Regions from separate parts of the Zea mays genome. Here regions 2 and 3 are each linked to region 1. A link is a contact called in public Hi-C data. All regions are on one chromosome and are shown on one strand. Each heading gives the region's core, a stretch centred on a gene start, on an enhancer-like site or on the middle of the called end of the contact. The rest is flanking DNA. Distances are from core to core; before and after follow the strand shown.

What was found. Hi-C and Micro-C count contacts between places; a contact is called where the count stands out from the background.
Region 2: a Hi-C map of leaf shows a contact between it and region 1, with 4 times the contacts expected there. The contact joins the enhancer-like site here to the promoter of LOC100191562 in region 1. A contact is called at or near these places in 5 of 25 Hi-C or Micro-C datasets (bundle sheath, ear, endosperm and 1 more).
Region 3: a Hi-C map of bundle sheath shows a contact between it and region 1, with 4 times the contacts expected there. The contact joins the promoter of LOC100280934 here to the promoter of LOC100191562 in region 1. A contact is called at or near these places in 2 of 25 Hi-C or Micro-C datasets (bundle sheath and ear).

What each region holds. Positions count from the first base shown.
Region 1 is chr1:30,518,613-30,523,555 of Zm-B73-REFERENCE-NAM-5.0, forward strand. It overlaps LOC100191562 (putative cytochrome P450 superfamily protein), which reads right to left and starts at 3,692. Exons shown (of 8, transcript NM_001365501.1): 1 at 3,188-3,692; 2 at 2,687-3,014; 3 at 2,343-2,495; 4 at 316-567; 5 at 35-127. The coding sequence starts at 3,441.
Region 2 is chr1:30,331,169-30,336,109 of Zm-B73-REFERENCE-NAM-5.0, forward strand. It overlaps the pseudogene LOC109461481. Among protein-coding and RNA genes, the nearest start is that of LOC103633216, 9.4 kb to the left of the region's middle. Within about 2 kb of position 2,198, at least 1 of the 20 cell types and tissues checked has an H3K27ac peak or open chromatin away from gene starts, as enhancers often do. A contact at or near this core is called in leaf, where this site is marked.
Region 3 is chr1:30,730,447-30,734,959 of Zm-B73-REFERENCE-NAM-5.0, forward strand. LOC100280934 reads left to right here and starts at 2,194. Exons shown (of 4, transcript NM_001153854.2): 1 at 2,194-2,616. The coding sequence starts at 2,544. It also overlaps the pseudogene LOC100193668.

The DNA.
Region 1 (4,943 bases), core at 2,442-4,941:
AACAGAACAAATTAAAGGGGGGGTGGGCGCTTACACACTGCGTGAAAACCATTTCCTTGTAGTCTTCCCAGCTCAATTTGGACGCCCCCCTTAGCCTTTGTCTCCTAGCAATCAGGAGATGCTCCTCCTGCAAGTCATATGCCGGTGTAAACTATTATTTATCTCTATATATAATAATAATAATTCCATGTTTTTTTGTTTTGTTTTGTTTTGACCAACATCGACCTAGCTAGCTCACTGTGCAAAGTTTGAAAACGGACCAGTGAACAAAAGCAGGTGCTCTAAAACTAACTGATTGTTGGTTCGGATTTGTACCCGGAGTTCTTGCACGGCCTTAGGGCACCCTTCGAGGAAGAAGATGGCGAGGGCGAGCGCCATGGACGAAGTCTCGTGCCCCGCGAAGAGCAGGCTCAGCAAGAGGTCCAGGATCTGTTCCTTGGACAGGTTGGATTGCTTCAGGGCCCATCCAAGAAGGTCGTCCTCCTCCACGCTTGACTTCTCCCTGCTCATCTTCTCAAGCCTGTCCTCCATCTTCCTCTCTATCACTCCAAGTATGGACGCGCGCGACTACAAAAAAAAAAAAAAAACCATGCACCATGGGCAACTGTACCATGTTATTTTGAGATCAACAAAAGTAAAACTTTTTTTCTAGTGCAAATAAGTCATCTAATTTGTGTATGGAAAATATCGGAGACCAGTACTATACTACTATCTTTAGGTGTTGCCTAACTGCCTATCGGTCCAGCAGGGCCAATGTCTTGTCGCTAGCTCATAGCTCTGTCTGTTTTTTAGAAAATAGTGTCCTTGCTCATTCAGTCAGAGGTACAAAACTACAAATGACATGTATCTACGGCCAAAAGATGGATAGAGAGGGTTCTATTTCCCTTCTCTCTTGCTCATCCATCTAGTTAGTAAAACAGAACCGGCAAAGTATTTATTTGGTTTTTCAGGTATGATTGGCGTGCGTGAGCTAACAGAACGGCCTTTGCTATTTCATTTGACCGCTAATAAGTGCACGCAAATTATGAAGGGTGCTAACAATCACCAGCTTATTAACAATGTCTCAAGTGCCGGTCAGCAGTTGAATCATGATAAATGATGGGCTCTCCCAACGCATAATCATGTTAGGTTATGGAGACCTGATCATTGGTTTTCTCTCGATCAATAGTCTACCAAAAAAAAACTCCCCAAGAAATTAAAGAGAGCTGAAATCCCCACATGGAATTGTATGATGCAAAGATCCTGTGAATAAAGCAAAGCATGCAGCATGCCGCGCCTGGGAGCAATCACTAAAGTTCATCTGAGGGTGACCTCTTACGGGGAGTGAAAAGCGGGCAACATTTTTATGGGGCCATGAGTGATGTGGGGGGGGGAGGAGATAGTATGATATTGGCTAGCTAGGGAACGAAAATAAAGAAAAACAAGCTGAGCAGCAGGCCTTAATTTGATCTGCTAAATAAATCTAGCTGTCAGCTATGCAGTTAGGTGCATAAATTTCAGAAGAACTTCACCCAGCCAGCATGCATGTAGATATGCCTGTAGAAACTAAATTTAAAAGCTAGATCTCTAGTGTTTTTTTCCCCATTCTGTGGATGCATCAGTGTCCACTGAGAACACAATATGAGGCGCGCGGTATGTGTGCATATATATCCAAGTGCCTGTGGCAGGAAAGAGCTGATGATCCACTGGTCTGTGTGATTGGACCTGACGCAGCAGGACGTGTGCATAACAACACAGCGATCCTTGGACCATCCACAAATCTGAAACCCCACGCTGCTCCTGCCCCTGCCTACCATGTATAGACTATATATATATATATATATATATATATATATATATATATATATATATATATATATATATATATATATTGATCCATGGACCATGCCCCTAGCTTAGCTAGGCCACCCACACACAAACTACCAAACAAAAACTTAACAACCTATCCCTCTCTCTGCACTAGCTTTCGTATTTTTGTTTTTCTGATGGGAGATGTGTGAGTACCAAACAAAACGTTGACAGGCTAGTAGGCCAGGAGAGATACACCTAGAAGCTAGTCCCTTTAGCTAGCTCTCCGCTCGTGTGCATCATATATTCAGATATATAGATAGATGCATGGCCGTAGTGTGGTTGTTGTGCGCTGCATCGATCGTCTGATGAAAACGTTGGTTGCCGCCTATTTTTGGAAGCAACAAAAATCCGTGTGCCGCGCGCAGACGACTGCAGAGTCGACACATATATTATACGCGCGCGCACGTACGGGACTAGCAGCTGCCAGCTAGGGAGAGTAGTATGTAGTCAGAGATACACGAACGAAGACGAAGAAGACGACGACGACCTACCTTGAGCGCCTTCCAGTAGGCCGTGCCCGGGAAGTTGAGCGGCGCTGACACGACGCCCTTCATGAAGGTGATGTACTCCAGCCGCAGCCGCTCCGTCTCCTCCTCGCCGGGGTCCATGCTCATTATGTTCTTCGCCATCAGGTTAAACGTGAACTGCACTCGTCATCCGGCCGGCCGCGCGCCCATCACCGGTTGTTATCCCGGCCGGGGCACCGGTTGTTAGCGGCGATCCTTTGCATAGATTCAGCCACATATATAGATAGAACTGATCTGATGTGGCACGTACGTACTACGCGTGGAGACAAATTGAAGGGTCAGAAGAAGGATGGTGATGAGTACCGTACCTTCTTGGCTTCGTGCTGGGCGGAGAAGGTGCCGTCGGAGGGCGGCCACGAGCGGAGGACCAGCAGGGTGTGGCGCTCCACCTCGGGGAGCAGCACGGCGCGGAGGCGGACGGAGCTGAGGAAGTTGAGCGAGATAGCGCGCATCTCGCGGTGCGCGTCGCCCACGAGCACCAGCATGGACCACTTGCCCAGGATGCCGCCGATGCTGCGCGGGTAGCTGCACTCGAACAGCCGCCCCTCGTTCTGCAGGATGTAGCGGTTCAGCCCCGCGTCCGCCGACACCACCGTCCGCTCCCCGAACAGGCTCGACCGGTATATCTTCCCGTACCTGCATGCACGCATGGACGTCGCCGCGTTAGCAAGCAAGCTCTCGGTCTCAGAGCTAATTCTGATTCCATCGATGTCGCGCCATGCATGATAGGTGCGCGCTGCTCGCTGCACCGTGCATGCATGTCGTCTGCTGTCTGCACAGAGGTAGAGACAGCGGCGGCGGCGACGCACCGTGCGACATGCCGCTCCATGAAGCGGCCCACGGAGGTGGCCGGGTGGGCGCGGAGGTAGCCGAAAGTTTCGCCGACCAAGGGCCATCCGCGGGCGCCCGGGGGCAGGTTGGGCCGCTTCTTCTTCTGACGGCGCCACGGGTGGGTGCCGTGGCATTTGGCGACGGTGGTGGTGTACAAGGCGAGGAGGGCCAGCAGGATGAAGGGAAGGAAGAAGAGGAGCTCGCTGGTTATGGAGGCCATCATGGCGCCCATGAGCTCCTGCTGATCAGAGGTCTAGCTTTCTTCAAATTTATTTCCTGCCTGCTGCCTCTGCCTGATCACTCGCCCGCTTCGTTGGTTTTTATGTGTGGAGAGAGAGGACGGATGGGTTGGAGAGAGAAAGCAGGAGAGGGAATGAATGAAGCGCCTTTATCTCTGGATTTCTCTCTCCCTCTCTCTCAGCAAGTGCAAGCTTTGCGCAAGGAAAAAAAAAACTAGTAAGAAGCTAGGCGCCCCACTTCGTCCCCCCTTCTGAGCTCTGTGGTGCTCTTATAGGTTTTTTCAGAGGTAGCTGTGGGGTCCTTTAATTTAGGTCCTATTCCAAACTTCTAAAACTAACAATTTCTAACAACTAAAATTTATGAGAGGTATATAACAGGTCCACTAATGGACCGGTTAATTGTGAGCTATATTCTTAAATAGTTATTACTAGTTGTTAGCTACCTCCACTCAGTTAAAACCGTACCAGCTAATATGTGGTGCTAACCAAATTGCTCTTGGTCGTTTCTACTTATTAGCTAATGGTTAACTAGCAAATTTAGCTATCAACTTATTAGTCAATTAATAATTAGCTCTAGAAATTTAAAACAAAAACTTAGGCTATGTTTGATTGCGCTAGAGCTAATAATTAGCTGACGACATCTAAATAGTCTATCTAATAGCTAAACTATTATCTAGTTTTAGCAAATTAGCTAATAGTTAGCTAGCTATTTGTTAGCCAACTAATTTCACTATATTTTTTAGCAAACTAACTATTAGCTATAGTGCATTTAAATGAGCTTTAATAAAAAAATTAATTTTAGTCGACACAAGGAGTAGGTTAGGGTCATTCATTAAAACATCCAATGTTTAGTATGTATCATATAAGATGTTTGAATGACTATTACGAGTATTAAATATAGTTAAATTATAAAACTAAATACATAGTAGGTTTATTAGATTCATATTACACCGTTTAGTGCATATCTGCATATCTGTATAATTAATTTTAAAATTAGATTTTATTTAATACTTATAACTAACATCAACATTTGATTTGATATAGATTAAAAATTAGGAACGTGCCACGCACGATTTGGCTCGTCGACAGTCAGCATCCAACCCGATGGGGCGATGGTTGCTGCAGGTTGAGAATCATTGCTCGAGCCAATCAAATATGCTGGTCAGGTTGAATCTGTTAACAGCTTATAATCAGGTACGGTGTAATAAAAATACAAGAAAGCTTAGTTCACAGAATTTGCTTTGGACCACCCATTATCTCTAAGTTTACTCCTTATATATATACCATCAAAAAATAAGTTTGCTTGCCTATATGATTAGCAGTTTCTTCTTAGTCTTATACTAACAAGTTGTTCGTGTTTTGCTATAGTTGTTATATATCATATAAATATGTATTAAGATATTTTTTCAAATATAATTATTGTTTATTTTAAAGATTAATGTATATGTGGTCTGTTGGTTAGCCCCAAATTTCTAGAGTAGAGAGACGTGGGTTT
Region 2 (4,941 bases), core at 948-3,447, 190 kb before region 1:
AGCGGGAGTATATTAACAGCAACAACAAAGATTATAATCCATCTAACGTTTTTATCATCAGCAACAACAAAGATTATAATCCAATAAAGTTGGGATAGGCTAGATATCTATTGCAGAAAACCCCAACAGTGGTCTCTAAACCCTAACCGAATACGACCATTTTGTTCCGTGCTCTCTAGAAAATGCTAGCAGTGGTGTAGGGGACTCGACGGCAGACGGAGGATGAATGCCGCTCGGGGAAAAAAAATGCCTGTATGCTTGCGTTGTGGCTCTGATGTGTTTGAGAAAGCAAAGGGGAGGGAAGATGCTTGCTACATCTTGAGGAGGCGAAGGATAGGCATACCTGAATGCTGAGAAGTCGCTGGGAGAAGTCGCTGGGAAGCTGGCGTAGCGGCGGCGGCGGTAGCCGAGTCGTCCGTCGCCTGTGCGAAGGGATTGGAGAAAAGGAGGTTTCAAGAAAGAAATTTGCTTTGCTTCAATACTGTATCGCTCAGCTACACGGGCGGAGGAAGCAAGGAAAACCATTTCCTTCTGTCTGAATCTGGATGTTTCCTGGATGTTCTCCACTTACTATTCAAGATTCGTATGAAGCGTTGGATTTCCATCAGACGGCTGCCGTTATTTAAGATGACGTGGCCTAATCTTGTGTCGGAGTTGCTCCCGCTGTTAATATAGTAAATGTGGAGTGGCCACCGGGAACTGGTGAACTAGATATTTGTTGTACATGCTGCAACATTTCACCATCAGTATAAACTTCATGGACCATGGTTTGAAACAATGAACAAGTGTTCAGAGAGGCACTCTTAGAGCGAGAAAGAGGGAGCAAAATAAGTAATGACTAATAAGAAAAAAGGTAGCTAAAACTACATTATGTAATATAATTAATCTTGTATGTACCCTATTGTTCCTCACATTTAGTCCCATTTACTGAAATTGTCTCTTCATGTTCATCAGTAGACGCAATAAAATATTGGTGGCATTACTCTTTGGAACCAATAAGAAGTTTTTGTGATATTGGTGGTATTTTATTTTATACTTGCATGGACTGTCTAGCGCTCGGTAGGGCGCATTCTTTTCTAGTATACTAGATGAGTATAAAACATAAGAAACATATTTGTTTGTCGGTTATATTATATAGGTGTAAATAAGTATTTAGAGCTAACGACTATGGTTTAAACCCTTGTGTGTGTATATATAGCATATTTTTGTCATTTGAACATTATATATTGTTTTAAGCCCGTTAGGCCCATTGGGTCACCCCGACAGATTATTAACCTAGCAGGTCATGTCTAGGCCTCACTCGGGACTAGAAATGTCAATGAGGAATTCCACACCGGGTTTAGATATCTCATACCCATCCACATGAAGCTATAGCTATCTCCATCTCCATAACCCATACCCATCCTCATTCGTGTATCGAGTCCCAATAAATTCTCATTCTTATATAAAAAGCATGACCATATTATATTTTATATGACATCAAGATACCCAACAACAATACATCACAAATAAATATGTTATCTAACAAGAAAATATTGTTTAACCACACAAAAGAGGTGGGCAGAGCGGCTGGTGGCTATACTCTTGGGTTGGGTGGATGGGTGCTTAAAAAGGTTGGGAGAGTTAGAGTTAATTGTTGGGCTTATTGTCTATTGGGTTGCATATATAATTTTACTAGATAGATATTATCTATGGGTAATCATCATGTTCAGATTCTACTTTCTCGTATCCATACCAAATGGAGAAAGAGTTTATCCATACCAAATGGAGAAAGAGTTTCTCAAATCTATACCTTTCCATACGATACGACCCTGATAGATATTCGAGTATCAGCACACCCCCACTCGGACCCGTTGACCGGGTATAGTGGGTGTTTGGTTTCTAGGGACTAATGTTTAGTCCCTTCATTTTATTCCTTTTTAGTATATAAATTGCTAAATATAGAAACTAAAATAAAGCAATTTTGGAACAAAAATGGAATAAAATGTAAATGATCAAAATGTACCCAACAGGTCGAGTACTCTTTCATGGAAGGCAGGGTTTTGGATACAGCAGCTAATTATTGAGTCAGTTCTATTCAAATCCCCAATACTATCTCGTATTATGTATTTAAATCGGTTGAATCACAGAATACAGACTAAAGGATCTGGGTGGAGTCGAACCACCTTCCGTCAAAGGCTGTATTGGACAGTCCAGTGAGGGCCTCACCGTGTTGAGACAAGATCCACAGTTAGGAGACAAACAGGGCTAATGGCGTGTGTAAATTTCAACGCTGATCAAAATCTAAAACAAATTTTAAATTTTGTTTAATTTTTTTTTTTGTAGAATTAGGTCACACAAACAATTTTCTACGCGCCTTGGTTAACAGTACTAGTTACAAATGGCAGCAATCAGTGGTCTTCAGAATGCAACAAGACTATCTAATAACCAGTAAAAAATCGAGTTATTGATAATTGACATATACCTTCGTAGAGCAAAATCGAGTTATTGATTGATAATGGATGTGGTGAAGCCTCCAAAAAAATTTGCAAACAATGGCTGCTCAGAATTAACAATCCGACACGAATATACAAACAATAGAACAGCAAGATCACTGAACATCAGTCGCCAGAGACTGCACATGTCCACCGCAGCCATTTACCATGACGACCAAATAAGGGATTTTTACTTCTCCACAAACATTTCTTTATCTACAGTGTAGATTTAACTACAAGCATACCAAAATCTGGAAAGTCAAAACATCTTTAATTTGAAAAGGAGGGGAAAACATCTGGAAAGTAAATACATTTTTTGATTTTGAGAAGAGGGAAATTTAAGGAGGCATTAAGAATAAACTCACCCAAAGGAGAAAGCTCAAATTAAGGCCTATGTTTGGAACCAAGAGCTAATAGTTAGCCAGCTAACAAATTGCTAATAGCTAGATTAATCCAGTTAACGAGTTAATGAACTAATTGTTAAATAGCTGACAATTGTGAGTGTTTAAAACCTCTATATCTAATTTTAGAGGCTAACGATTAGTTCTAGAAGAACCAAACAGGACCAGACTATAGCAAAAAGTATCTTATCCTGCAAAATAAAGATGTAGTCCTCCGTCCCTTCACACACGCATGCAGTGCGCACGCAAGACTTCATGCAAGCGCCCCCTAAACACATGCGCGCAATGCTGCATTGCTTTGATCGCCCGGATAAATGATAATACACAGCTGAATGAACGCCTTATCATATAAACTAACTACAATAAAAATGACTGCAACCATACGTCTCGCATTCGAAGCTACAACAAATAATACACAGCTGAATCTCTCTGTATGTACAATGTCTTCACAGACAAGTTCGCATAAACAGCCGTAGGACATTAGACGTATGCAGGAACAACTCAACTAGCTAATAATTTTGAATATGCGGGAACTACTCAACTAGCGAATATTTTTTAGTACGCAGTAAAAGACTTAGGTCATTGAACTTAGCAAATAATTATCATATTTTTATTATCTCTCATGAGAATCCGGAATTGCATGCGACTAATTTCATTTATACTTGATTCATATATTCCACATGATATCTCCAGTTAAATGTTAAGAATATGTGGAAATTTGAAATATTGTATTTAAAGCATCTATAACCGTGCTTTAAATCAGTACCCTACCTTAAAATATAGAGCAACTCAGTAAAAACAGCTCCAACACAGTGCCCTATTTTATAAATTTCGGAGTAAGGCTCTATCCTTGTTTTCTACATCATTCTAAACATTTTTTCTAATAACATAATTTATTTCCTAAGATACATGATTAAAGCTTAAATGTTGAAGCACAATTTGTTTTTGGCGACCTGAACACTTTAAATGTAGTATTTTAAATTTGAGACATCATTGAGTCACCTTGTTAGAAATGCTCTTAAACCTAGGGGATATGCAAATACAATAGCAATGCATGAACAACTAGTCATCAAATATTAAAACGTCACAGATTGTAGTGCAAAAAAAAAAGAGAATCCCTGGTTTTCACATATACGAATCCTTAGGAGATACTTGAAACCTAGCTTCAACTCAAGAGATCAATAATAGGTAAATACTCAAATGAACTATAGTGCAAGTTGAACAAGCTCTTATCTGAGTTATGTCTTGTATCTAATTGTGAGCTTGAGCAGAATATTTCTTCCCTGTCCGGTGACCAAGAAAGAAAGCTTTGAAGGCCATAGCCATTTCATACTGACGATGCTGAATAGTGACCTTCACATCATACAAATACTCCGTCCACCGTGTAGGCACTGCAGTTGATCTTATATACAAACACCGTGATGAGGCAGGAGGTCTTCATATGGCACAGCAGTTAATCTTCATGCGGTGACAACGACGTATCATATAAACTAACTACAATAAAATGACTGCAACCATGCGTCTCGCAATCGAAGCTACAGCAAATAATACACAGCTGCATCTCTCTGTATATACAATATATAACTTCTCAAATATAACAAAGGAAACTAAAAATCTTCCGTAATGCATCTAGATACGTTTTTAAATGATAATGACAGACAAGTTCACCGAAGGACATTACACGCATGCAGGAACAACTGTAGCTAATAATTTTGTATATGCCGGAACGACTCAACTAGCGAATATTTTTTAGTACGCAGGATAATTATGACGTTTTTATCATCTCACATGAGAATCGAATCTGGAATTGCCCAGATTTTCAGACCTAGTTCGTTATACTAGATTCATATATTCCAGATGCTATCTCCAGTCAAATGTTTTTCTTCAATGGTCAATAGAAGACCCCCGTGCGAGAAGCGTTGGGTGAAGAACAAGAACGCCTTACAGAGTGAATGAACGCCTTTCGCATGTGCTTTATAGCCTTACGGGATAAGCGTTGGGTGAATGAACTGCATATGCATGGCGTAGTATAGGCGTAGAAGTTTGTGGCGCGCTGAGTTTTGAAC
Region 3 (4,513 bases), core at 944-3,443, 210 kb after region 1:
TATTTCCCTTTCAATATATATTTTGTGTGACCATGTTCAACTATTCACGCTTCCAGCAAATCTCGTCTTGCAAAATAAGCACTCAACCGCTTGACACATTTTCTCTCTCCTTTGCGAGAGAGGATCCGCAGTCACGGCTCGACCGAGGTTGACCCCGGGCAGGAGACATAGTCATGGCTCGGCTAAGACCAACCACGGACGAGAGACGCAGTTATGGCTCGCCCGAGGTTGACCCTGGGCGGGAGACGCAGCCACGCCTCGCCCAAGGCCAACCTCGGGCAAGTGACGCAATCACACCTCCCCCGCGGTCAACACCGAGCGGGAGACGCAGTCACAACTCATCCGAGGCCAACCTCGTGTGGGAGACGCAGTCACAGCTCGCCCGAGACCAACCCCGGGCAGGGACGCAGTTAGGCCTCGCCCGAGGCCAACCTTGAACGGGACACGCAGGCACGCCTCGTCCGAGGCTAACCTCGGGCGGGAGACGCAGCCACGGCTCCCCGAGGCCAACCCCGGGCAAGTGACGCAGTCATGTCTCCCCCGCGGTCAACACCGAGCGGGAGACACAGTCACGACTCATCCGAGGCCAACCTCGTGCGGGTGACGCAGTCACGGCTCGCCCGAGACCAACCCCGGGCAGGGACGTAGTTAGGCCTCGCCCGAGGCCAACCTTGGACGGGACACGCAGGCACGCCTCGTCCGAGGCCAACCTCGGGCGGGAGACGCAGCCACGGCTCCCTGAGGCCAACCCCGGGCAAGTGACGCAGTCACGTCTCCCCCGCGGTCAACACCGAGCGGGAGACGCAGTCACGACTCGTCCGAGGCCAACCTCGGGCGGGAGACGCAGTCACGGCTCGCCCGAGACCAACCCCAGACGGGGACGCAGTCAGGCCTCGCCCGAGGCCAACCTTGGACGGGACACGCAGCCACGCCTCGTCCGAGGCCAACCACGGGCGGGATACGCAGCCACGCCTCGCCCAAGGCCAATCTCGGGCGGGAGAAGCAGTCACGGCTCGCCCAAGACCAACTCCGGGCGGGGGACGCAGTCAGGCCTCGCCCAAGGCCAACCTTGGACGGGAGACGCAGGCACGCCTTGTCCGAGGCCAACCTTGGGCGGGAGACGCGGTCACGGGTCGCGTTGCCAACTATAAGCGAGAGGCGAAGACATGACTTTCCTGAGGCCAACCTCGAGAGGTAACTGTTACAACCTACACGATTGATTTGCCGTGTAATTACCAGAAGGCCGTTTGTGGTTTGTGTTCTATTGCAACGCATAGGCACCATACTAGATAGATCTTATTTACGTCGTCTAGATATGCGCAGGTAATAAGTATTTAACGAATATTTTGTTTAAATGAGGTAATCAGTCTACCATGTTGTAATCTTCAGTGGGCACTATAATAGATAGTTGGTGTTGCATAGATTAATAATGTATGTTCCCACCAGTTACCTCACATGGATAGATCTTGTTTAAACGAGGTAACCAATCTACCATTTCATTTGAAGAACATAGATATGGGCAGGTAATAAGTATTAAACGAATAGTATGTGTTCCGTTGTAACACACGGGCACCATACTAGTAGGAGCAGTAGTCCATAAGACCATAGACCATTGGAGTGATCAGCGGGCGAGACGCACTTTTCAGTGGCCTTCTCACCCTGCCTGGCACATGGCGCATGAATCTTCCTCTTCACCTCTCCTCATCTCGCGGTTGTATGGTTGATTAGCGCTCCTGTCATTACCTCGACTTAATTAGCGCCGATAACTACACGTGTGGCTGCCCAGACGACACAGCGTAATCGCGCATAATATCCACCTCAGAACCATGTTTATGACACCCCATGCCTAATTGCCTATGGCTGTATGGCACGCACGTAACTGCACAGCGTGGAAGAGGTTGACTGCTGAGGCTCGGAGAGCAAAACAACTGCCCATCAAATCATGACGACCTCGCGACTCGACTGTTCCCGGCCCGGCCGGGCAAATAATTCCCGGAACCCCCACCGTGGATTCTGCAAAGACGAAAGCGCGACGCGCACTGCCGCCATGATTTCCGACGCAAGCGATCCCTGTCCTTGGGTTCCATTTTCGCCGGTCGAGCTGGGGAGCATTACATGTCTACATCTGAAGCAACCCGGCGACCAGTATGACAGTACCTACCTATAAAAGAGAATCAAACAGGCGTGGCTGCACGGAACACACAGCTCGTGCAGGCAGATTCCAGATATACGCGCGCGCGAAAGACACACGGTGACCAGGGGGTCGACTGCGCGTACAACGCCTTGGCGTCGTTGCCACGCCCACGGCCGGGCCACCGGCACGGTGTCGCCGCGCGCTTTTCCGTCTTCTATTCCACGCAGTAGGCGGAAAGACTCTGCCCGCAGCCTCACCCTGCACTGCAGCCAGCGACGGCGCGAGTCCTTGCGTGCGTCTCCCGCCCTCCCACCCTCTCGCCTTGCTTTCCTCAGCGCCTTCGATCTCTCTCTCCCCTCGCCACTGGTAGCCATATTTGGTGGCAGCGAGCACCGCGCAGCGCGTCGGCATGGGGATCAGGAGGCGGCAGGACGCTGCAGCCATCTTGGGGCTCCTGAAGCTCTTCCTCTTCCGCTTGGCGGGTAAGTCAAGTCCATCTTGGGTGGCTACCATTTCTTTCCCTGCTAGTAAATTTGCAGACCTCGTGCTCCAGGGTTCAGAGTTCTTGGTAGCTCAGGAACTGGACGTCGAATACGCATATGTTACTGTCTCTTAGAATCGTGAAAATTGGCATGTACGAGTATACTACAACATTACAGCCTAATAACACTGGATCCTATCATACCAGATCAGATTATCAGGTGATAACACCTCCATCCTCTTTTTTTTTCAGAGTAAGATCGTTGTCTGAAACCCGTAGTGGTCTAGTTGCCTACCCAATTTAATCCGCTTTGAGAGTGGTTTCACTTTCCGCATACGCCTCGGTTTCTCGATTGAGCGTTCTGCACATTGCTTTTTTATAATTTCGGGTACTTACGTCATGCATACGTAGCTCAATCGTTCGTGGGGGGCAGTTACTAGTTACCGAACTTGGCTGCTAGTTTTTTTTCCAAATGGCGTGTAAAGCTTGATGTCACAGTTTTGGCTATTCTAAAAGAGCTGGACGGATTTGCTGGGATCTCTGCTTTTGCTAACCACGAAAACGAAATTTCTCCAGCAATATGTCGCAGTCGTATTCTTAACGTGGGGATTACGGTAGAAATTGCGCTCGAAGCAGGAGTAGCTGACTTTGACCCATGCCCATGGGTCATCCACCAAACCGGTTGGTCAGGGAATCTAGCACTAGCAGGGGCATGCGGCTTGCCAATTGCCCGATCTTTTTTTTCCTGAAGCAATTGCCCAATCATTAATGCGTGGAAATCAACGACTCCTGCCCGGCTGCCCCGTCTCCTGGACAAAACCCTGCAGTAGTTGGTAGCTGCAGCCTGCAACTACTCCAGACATGCAGCCAGCCAGCTACCAATGCTCTGTGGAGTACCTGCACGGCTGCACGCAGGCATGACAGACGATGGTGCCGAAAGAGGCGCCATGGCTGCCTAACTGTGCGTATCGTTCGTTGCTATCTAACCACTGCATGCTTGTTCCCACGTAGACGTAGGGTACATACATTTGCATGTGATCAAACGCGCGTTATGCGCCGGCCCCCCACAAATCACGCTCTCTCTCCATTTGGCCACATGCTCTCTGAATTTTAAAATCAGATAGAGTACGTATCATCATCGGCTCGTCGCTATTCCTATTTGTGTGTTTGCGTGCGTGTTAGCTTATATACTACTACTAGGTATGTGCCCGTGCTTTGCAACGGCACAATAAAATATTCAGCAAAATATTAGTGCACAACGATTACATAGAAACAAACAACAATTATATTATCACCAACTTTAATATCTCAAAAATTGTTGGCTAACAAATACAATGTTACCCTTATATGATTAGTGGCAGCAGCAATAACACATCTGAGAGTAGCCATGAAGTGAAACTATTTTGGTACTTTTCTAACAAAAACAGAAATATCTGAAGTTACATAATCTGACATGGCAGGTAACATGACTCATGAAAAGGATGAACAAAAATATGCTCCTCCCAAGCCATGCACTCTCTCTCTCTCCTTACAAGCAGAGTCCATCTCATCCAGATCCAATCGAAACTGATGAAATCTTCCAACTCCATCGGCGTTGCGGTGTTGTCTTGCGTAGTGGGCATGAACACTAAGAAGAGTGAGGTCAACCTAGATGTCTCTTGTGATACACAGAACTCCGTACCACCTACAATAAAGCATGTGAAAGAAAAAATAAGATAAAACCAAAAACAGGGTAAATGCATGTAGTTCTTTTTTCAACCAACTTTGTTCCATGGCTCACACTTTCTAGAATAGACTGCAATGAGAAGTAAAATAACAATCTTCAAGTTAGCAACAAATATTTGAATTGTCAAGCATCAATATATCCTCTCAACAGCAACTGATAACATAACCAAGTA